Linked DNA regions of Anser cygnoides: region 1 is linked to region 2. A link is a contact called in public Hi-C data. All regions are on one chromosome and are shown on one strand. Each heading gives the region's core, a stretch centred on a gene start, on an enhancer-like site or on the middle of the called end of the contact. The rest is flanking DNA. Distances are from core to core; before and after follow the strand shown. Region 1 has its middle 21 kb from the start of OSTC. Region 2 overlaps CYP2U1 (cytochrome P450 family 2 subfamily U member 1).

Region 1 (4,442 bases), core at 385-2,884, 300 kb after region 2:
TCAAAGCAAACAAATCTTCTCAGCGAATGAGTACAAACCCCCCGTCTGTGCATCCACATTAAAATAACTAAGCAATGTGCTGTGAAATATGACTATGGCATGTAGAGAAAGTAGCAGTTGGTTGTACTTTAAGTGTCCATGGAAAGGATGGAGATTTATGACAATTCTTCAAAGAACGGCTGAATAAAAAAAAAAAAAAAAAAAAAAAAGAAGTCTAATGGTTAAAAGTATACGGTGTTACTTGGGAAAAGTATTAGCAACTCATCAAAATACCTGAAAGAAAATAAGTCTGTTTTGCTTCTTAGCAGATCATGTCTTCTGAGGTTTCTGTTGCATTGAATAATTGAATGTGTTTTGGAGGTGGAGGGAAAGCAAAGTGTGGAGATTTGAAATAAATTAAAAAGCCCAGCACCTTAGTAACAAATGGCAACAAAAGTCCAGCTGGCACCAAGTCCTTTTATTCCATGAACCAGGCCACTGAGCACCGGCAGTCAGTGCTTTGATTCCCGTTTGATCTCGGGGTTGGCACTCAGGTAAAGCTCCTATGGAGACCATCCATATGGGAACAACAAAGCCATTCAGATTCTTCCCATTTGCCATGTGGTTCCTTCTCTGGAAATCTTTTTGGGGTGGGTGGACGATGTATGGGTAAGGGATACATATTTGGGTAAGGAATTGCTTTTTCTTGTTAAATACATGTAATGGGTTCAACAAGTGGCTTGATCCTTTTGTCTTTACTCGGCAAAGTATCTTACAAGTTCACTAAGTATTTTGCCTGAATAAAGACTGGAGAAAGGGCCTGTAATGAGAATTGTACTCTTCAGGTACAAATTCAGTCTCTGGGTCCCTTGTAGGTCAGTCACCTGAAGGCTTAAATGGCAAGTCCCTTTATGGCCCAATGTGCATCCTCGACGATTTCAGAAAGATCCAGCACCATCTCAGCCCAACAGGGACCTGACTTCGAATTGCTCCTGTTCAAATTGAGGTAAGCCATGATCCTTTCCTGTTTCAGCTGGGAAGTTCACAAGGCATGTCATGAAAGCTTATCAGTGTAACTGAATCGGGAGCCATCGCAGGATAAAACCAGCCAATTTCAAGTGGAGGGACAAAAGGTCAGAGAACCGCAAACCCAATACTGTCACCAGCAGCTTGGGTTACAAGGTTACTGTACAGGGAAAAGAGGGGGATGAAGCGTAGCCTAGTAAACACTCAGTCAGCTCGCAAAAATAGAAAGTGACATGGATCCTAATGGCAGAAATATGAAGCTACTGTATAGTATATGTTCACCTGCCATTATCACTTACATATGCTGAGAGGGAGGTCAGCTGGCTCCAAACTCTTCTCTGAGGCTGGGAGATACTTTTAAATTAAGATAATGCATTGAATTTAAATTAAATTGGCAGCAGGACAGACTCTGGAACCTGCAGGAGCATTTTGGGAGAGCTTCACTTTGGATAACAGCATTTTGTGGTCTCTGAGGTTCTATCAGGCAGTTTACATTCAGGTAAAACTGAGTATGGAAATGGTAAAGCTTTCTGCCTGACACAGTCTGATCCCATTTGAGCATCCTTTTTGGTAAACTACTGCACTTTTTATTTGCAGTATGCCAGAAACCAACTCTTTGAGGGACTGTTTTCAGTCCCTCTTCTTTGCTTTTAAGAAGAGCTCTAAGTAGAACGTAGTTCATTCCAAGTGAAATCCCCTTGGTACCAACTGTGATTCACGTGTATCTCCTCTAGTACTGCATCAATGACAGAGTGCTGGATGCTGTTGTCTGGTACAACCAAAGAACAAAGGTTGTGGGTGCGAGATTTATGCCTCTTTAAGAAATTGTGTTGGAAATAAATAATGTAGGCATAAAGAGTAACAGCACTTAAGAAGGTTAGATAGAAAGTCTCGGTTTACTTTTGACAAGAAAAGAGAAGAAGCCAAAGTAAGGAGGTTGGTCAAAAGACACCATCAACTGTTAGTCTGTGTGAGCCAGAGTCCGGTTAGTCTCAGCCACGCTTCTGAGTCAGCGTGGCGTGCTGGATGAGTTGGGGTGCCAGGTCCTGTTCTGCCTCTCGGTGCATGTCAACATTGGAACAAGCCATAAAAAAAACAGGTTGTTTTACAAATACCTGCAAGGCTTTCAAAACTTTTGAAACCTTCTGAAATCTCTGATCAGACACAACTTTTTGAAACCTCTGCTTGCAGAGTGAAAAGGTCACTCTCTGTATTTAAGTTTTCCTCTCTTACGTACACAGGACTTGCAAAACCCAGTCAAAAACGTTGAAACTGACAGTTCAAACAAGTGTGTTTGGTTTGACAGAACCATTTCTGAAACAAAATGTAATTGCCAAACATCCCCAGTGTAATTGCAGCCTAGTAATTCAGAATAAAGCAGACAGAGGGGTGGGGATCGCATTCAAAGACTCCCACAAAAAACAGGAGTTTTGTACCTACCCTGTCTGACCGTGTCTCGACCTTTATGTGCCTCCATCAATCTAAAACCAGTTGCATGTTTTTGGTACTCTTGTGATCAGAAACAGAAATCAGAAACTGTTTTTTCCTTTTATTTATTTATTATTAATATTTTTTCTTCCATGTATAAGGGCCATGATGTACTTGTGCCTGATACTGTGTGGAGCTATTCATTTGATTTTTTTCAGACAAGTCATGGACTTTTACTCCCTGATAAGTACATTCCTAGTACGTGGAAATAGTGCAGTGTCCTGCTGCTATCAATGTGTTTATATGTATGGGGGAAAATTCCTGGATATTATTGCAGGAGACCTGTTAGGATTCTGAATGAAGAGTGAATGAACCTTCCCTGCCTTAAAACCAGGCTATTTTAGATAACACGAACCAAATTGTAGTAACTCTCCTTTAAAGTTCTTTAAAGTTTGATTATCTCCATGTACCGAACTTCCAAACTAATCCCATGCAAACAGTACTGAACTACTACTTCCAGTAGACATGCTGTGCAAGCGATATAATGTAATAAGCCATGATATTTGTGTGAGTATGCCGTGCCGACCTCTAAAAGTGTAATTTTCCCTTACTTGTATTTAGTTACCTGTGACCAAAACACTGATCATGCTCATCAGTTAGTATTACCTGGTTTTAGGAATAAATTCAGGCCAACAACATGCTTACAACCTCTAGCTAAACAATAAGATTATTTATTTTTAAAAGCTGTGCAGTAAAGGGAGTTAGGCTGGAGACACAACTGAGAAAGGAATTACAGTTAACATTGGTTGCAGTAAATACAGCATTGAGCAGCTAGATAGATGTTGGTGTTTGGAAGCTGGAGTTGGAAAGATGAGTTCAATATCAGCAGAGGGAAATTCTCTACCTCAGGACCCACTGTAACAAAGTCTGCATTGAGACATTTATTTAGAAAGAGGAGGGGAAGGGGAAGAGATCAGAATGAAAAATTGTGGCTGGGTAGTCCCGGGGTCTGACAAAAATAGGGAAGATCTAGCATCGAGCTGAGCAGTCAACACAAAACATGCCCTGATAGAAACTGAACTATGATTCATTTATGTATTTACATCTCTGCTCCACAGTAATGCCAAGCTTTTCCACACATCTTATTAATTTTTTCAGTAAACACAGACACAAAAAGGAGACCCTTTAAGTGCAGTTAGAGTATTTATTGAGTACCTTTGCCTTTTTTTTTTTTTTATCATTATTGAATAGCTATCTGGCAGTGTTAATAGTAACTAACAACAAAGAAATGATTGCTTATGGTTGATGTCATATGTCCTACCCGGTCTCTCAAGGTTCAGTAAGAAATTAAACATCAAACAAACCAAAAAAAGACTACAAGAGCTAAATGCAACAAACCAACTAAATGATAATTTATGGGGATTCTGTTGTTCTTAAAGACTAAGTCATGCTCTCACCTCTAAAGGTTGTTTCTGTTAACCACTGTTCCCTCTGCCCTATGATTAGTCCAAATTATACATAAACTGGGAAAAGAGCCAGCTTTTGTGATTACAGATTCCATGAAATTCATGCAAATGAATGCGCAGGGTCAAAAGCTTGTTTCTCCTGAAGGGCACATGTCCCAGATACTTTGCAGTCCCAAGGAGGGTCAAGAAAATCTGAATCAGGGAGGCGAGAAACAAGCAAAGTCACTTGTTATAGACCATTTGTTTCAGATGTTGCTAGCTGTATAATATATGCTTGGAAAAAAAGAAAAAAAAAGAAAAAAAAAGAAAAAAAAAAGAGGGGTGTGTGTTTGTCCGGTAGGGAATGTAGGGAATCCAAATGATATATAGCATTTCTTCTGCATCCTTGCATGTTTGATTTCCATATGCCTCATGCCTTTGCGGTATAAAAATATAGAAGTCATATACTTACCCAGAGCTTAGAAAATATCCCATTTGCATCCTACCTGGTTGCTCTGTCAATACACAGTCATTAATTCCATAAGCCTACTAAGATGTTATATC
Region 2 (4,574 bases), core at 821-3,320:
GTACTACCTTCCCTTTGGGCCTTTCAGGGAACTTAGAAAAACAGAGTTAGATATTACCGCTTTTCTAAAAAAAATAATTGCACAGCACAGGGATACGCTGGATGCAGCAAATCCCAGGGACTTCATTGATATGTACTTCCTCCATGCGGAAGAGCAAAAGAACAACAAGGAGAGCAGTTTCAATGAAGACTACCTGTTTTTTATCATTGGTGACCTGTTCATAGCAGGCACAGACACAACTTCCAACACGATCTTGTGGTGCCTGCTCTACATGTCCCTCTATCCAGATGTGCAAGGTAAGACTAAGTTTATTCTAGGTGTTTTATTCCAGACTGTAAAACTCTAGGTGGATTTTCAGAAGCAGAAGCAAACAGCTGCACTATAGAAGTCATTAGGAGTGCTGCTACTACACGTGTATGTGCAACTTGAAAGGCTGGTATGTAGAAAGACAGGTACCCTGCTCTGGTATGATGATCTTTAGGTTAATGCTGTATACTAACTATCTAAACTGCTCTTTATGCTGTGTCCATGTATTTCTTCTGCTTTGGGACAACTTTATCTTTTCCAAGCAACTCAAGTGAACCTTGGCTTTTTTATTTAATTAGTTTTCATTTTTTTGGCAATTGTGGCATTCCAGGCCTATAGTGGCAATGTAGTAACATATAGTGGTAAACTCTGCTTTCAGGCCTCCGTGAGCAGGGAGGTTCCTGACCCTAGTGACAGAGTCTGGGGAAGTGAAGCACTGCCCACTGTAGGGGAAGATCGAATTAGATGCCACTTAAGCAAATTGGGCTTACACAAGTCCACTGGGCCAGCTGGGATGCAGCTGAGAGAGGTGGTTGATGTCAGCTGCTGATGTCAGCTTACCCTATCAGCCGGGAACAGTTATGGAAGTTGGGTAGGTTGCAGGTGACAGGGTGAAAAAAGGCAAACGTCTGCCCTCAGTGAGGTGAATTTGATATTGAAGTTTGGATCAGATAACCTCCAGAGGTTCAACCCAGATTATTTGATGGTGCTATAATCAAGTTACCATTTGTGATAGAGTTGTCCAAAACACTTTGTGGTTTCTTGTGGATATCAAAAATACCGGTGGTATTGGAGACATTACAATATTAAAATAGTAGTTGCTAGAGTTATATTTCAGGATTTCTTAAGTTTCCATCAACAAAGACTAAAAATTCATTTTTGTTAACTATTTTTCTGTACTACATCTTGGTACAGCACATGTAGTTGGAAAGACAACATTTTTTAGTACTGTTTAGCAAAGTTAACGTGTTGAATGTGAGCAAAATAAAACAAATGATTTATTAATTTATTAGCAGCTTCTTCTAAAGTCCTACATAGCAAGTACCTTCCACTAGACGGATTGTCAGGTGTATGCAGAATGGAAACCTTGGCAAGATGGACAGTTTCTACCTGGGTAATTCTACTTCAGTTTGTAATAGTGAAGCATTTTCCCTTTGTCAAGATTTCTTGCTAACCTAGAGGGAAGAAGGGTAAAACTTAAGTTATTTAAGAACAATATAAACCAGGAATACTTTTATCAAGTACCTGAGATTTTGAGGTTTTCAGGGACTTCAGTTGCTTTACAAGTTAGCAAATAGATATTGTTTACAGCCCCTATCTGTCTGGAATAATCTCTTTAAATAGGTCAGGATCATAGTTTGTTGTACAAATAATCTGTGTCAACACAAACTGTTGAGCAAAGGTTGCAAAATAGGGTATCACTTCAGTATATGGCAGACAAGGTTCACAAAGGACAAATTTGAAACAGTATCGCATGGGCTCATTCTTCTGTTTTTTTAATGATCCTGGGTTATCACTGCTTGACTTGATAGGCAGTTACAAGAATTAGATATGTTCTAAATTACACAAGTGGTATCTGGAAGGGTTTTGTGGTGTTGCTTTTTTTTTTTTTCTTTTTTTCTCCCTGTCAATATGTTTGTCTTACTTCCTACAGGAAATACAAGAAATGCATAACTTCCAGCAGTAGAGAATGATGCAGACAGATACTTTCTGGACAGGCAAATGAAGGGCTGTTTGGGGTCGGGGGAAATCAGGAAGTATGTATTTGTCTGTGGAAGGCAGTTTCTCTTTTTACATGGGGAAGAGAAGAGGGATATGTGTGAGTGCATGCTCACTCCTGCGTGTGCATGGATGGAGGCAGCAGGGAGTACTTTGTTTCGGTCTGTTCCCTGACTTGGTTTTGGCCCTGGACTTCTGAAGATCTGTGAGATTTTTAAATACATGAAGTGTAGTGGAGCAGGTACCAAGGGCCACACCATTAGCAGACCTCTTACCGTTCAGGTATTTTTTTGTTGTGTGTTCTTCATAGGAGAACTTGTTTTCCTAGCAAACCCAATAGGTGGCAGCAAATGTTCACTGAACACAGCCCATACAGCATTTTGGGGTGCTTCTCTCTCTCTGAAACCAGGAAACTTTCTGCATTGGGCTTTTATTTAATCTGGAGTCGGCACTAGGGAGAGAGAAGAGCAAAAACTTTGAACTCTCAGAAGCCTGGATTCCGTATCTTGGAAAAGGGAAGCTGGACAACCACAAAATATTCAGGATATCAAGGGTGGAACATGAAAACTGACATTTTATTTTGGATGAAAGGCTAATTTTGGTGTCTTCTCCTCTTTCAAGATTGTCTTTTGCTGTGTAGCCACATTCCAAGTTCCCTGGAATAAAAGCAGCAGAATCCAGTCCAAGGGCGAAGGAAATCTTGCATCTTGGAAACTTCTTTTAATAGAACTTCTTGTGCTGAGCCTTTAGTGAGAAGAAAGGGACAAACAAATACTTTGACCCTTTTTGCTTTACAAGAATGAGAGTGGAGATTAGCTCATGAATTTATGTTTTTCCTTTGCAGAAGGGCTGTGTGGGGGAAGGAACATCTGATGCCTTCCTGGGGAACTGGGAAGTAGCTGAGTTTGGGTTCTGTGAACAGAAAGTAGGAAACAGCAAGAGCGAGTTGCGCGTCTGTAATGCATGCAGTAACAGCACCAGAATACCTGCTCCAGAGTGGAGTATCCAAAGCAACTGCATTGAAATCTTTCCCATCTCTTCACCACCTTTTCCAGTTTAGAGAACTGACTTTTTTCAGGGACCAGAGACCAGCTGGAGCACACAGTGCATGCAGTCTCTCTTTGTTCTTTTTTAATTCTGGCCGGAAACTTGATGCTTTCACCATTCAAGTTACTGTATAGTTAAATGGCAAACTGAGGTTACTATTACAGTTGGATCTGGAGCAGAACTTTCCCTGTACTTATGCAATACAGCAGTGCTATCAGTGTCTGTCCTGTCAGTAGCTGTACTCTGGACAGTTGTCTAGATCGTGCTTGGTTATTTTTTTCTTAAATGAGACTGTTCTGCAGGCTTCTGCTGGCATAGCTATTTCTGCTAGGAAATCATGTCTTGCAGTCGTTTTTGACAAATCTGTGTATACAATGAAGCACAGACAAGTGAAATTGAGATTATGCCTTCTCACGTATTGTGCGTCTTTTTTATTTTTCTCACTCCCTCTGAATAGAGAAGGTTCATGCAGAAATTGAAGCAGTTCTAGGACGTGACAGAGTTCCCTCTCTTACCCACAAGGCTCAAATGCCCTTCACAGAGGCAACCATTTTGGAAGTGCAGAGGATGACTGCAGTGGTTCCCCTTTCTATTCCTCGAATGGCTTCAGAAACCACTGGTAAGCATTTGTAGAGACTTGTTAGTACAGTGTTTCTTTTGTGGGTGAAAATCTGATGGGACATCTGGTGAGAGTTTACAAAGGCCTCATTTATGTATTGAGACGTGTAACTTAAGTATGTAAAATGCCATTTAGAGAGTGGGTGGGCTCAAGATATTCACCTAGGTAAGCAGCATGTCTGACCTAACATCCAGAAGTTTTCTAATTTAGAGTTTCTTTTCCAGGGGTCAGTTTGTGTTAACTAAAGTGCTTAGTGGTAGTTAAAAGCTGAGAGGCCACCTTTGTATCTGAACAGCAGAGTTGTTTTTGGCTATCTGACATAGAGGTCCGAAAATACTAATTCCGAGTAGCTGGTTTGCTAAAGCTGAAAGGCATGTACCATACAGAAAACTATAATAAATATTCTTTTCAAAGTCTCTTTGTTGGCTATGTTTTTGTAAACATAGCTGAGAACTGGTTTAAGTCAGTGGGAGGTAGCAGTACTTGGCTTTCAAATCCAGTACTGAATTGATTTGCTTTTTTAATGTTTTTGCTTGCAGGACAGTGAGGTGCAGCAAGCTGAAATGAGGCTAGTCACTTCAAAACCCTTTTGTGCTTACAGTTCAAAACCCGTCCCTCTTCATTATCTCCATCTTCGCTGTGCTGGGTCTCTGTGGCAGCACAGGATCGGGAGGAAACTGGGTCACAACGCTTCCACTCAGCAGCGTGCATTTCTGACTGCTGCTGCAGCTGTCGTATTGGCACGCTGAAGGAGGCCTTGGAGAAGAGTAACGTGACTGAGGCTTCTCAGCTGCCTTTTCCCTGCAGGGAGCTGTTGCCCTAGTTTGGTGTCTTTCTAGCTGCGCTGGCCTGCGTGATGCTGACCTGGCAAGGCTAGCAGCAG

The links. Hi-C and Micro-C count contacts between places; a contact is called where the count stands out from the background.
Region 1: a contact with region 2 is called in a Hi-C map of liver, with 1.8 times the contacts expected there. The contact joins two enhancer-like sites. A contact is called at or near these places in 2 of 7 Hi-C or Micro-C datasets (both in liver).

Annotation. Positions count from the first base shown.
Region 1 is chr4:76,068,372-76,072,813 of Taihu_goose_T2T_genome, forward strand. No RefSeq gene overlaps it. Among named protein-coding and RNA genes, the nearest start is that of OSTC, 21 kb to the left of the region's middle. Within about 2 kb of position 1,635, at least 2 of the 3 cell types and tissues checked have open chromatin away from gene starts, as enhancers often do. A contact at or near this core is called in liver, where this site is marked.
Region 2 is chr4:75,771,736-75,776,309 of Taihu_goose_T2T_genome, forward strand. CYP2U1 (cytochrome P450 family 2 subfamily U member 1) reads left to right here. Exons shown (of 5, transcript XM_048066305.2): 2 at 1-296; 3 at 3,530-3,691. Among named protein-coding and RNA genes, the nearest start is that of CYP2U1, 6.2 kb to the left of the region's middle. Within about 2 kb of position 2,071, at least 2 of the 3 cell types and tissues checked have open chromatin away from gene starts, as enhancers often do. A contact at or near this core is called in liver, where this site is marked.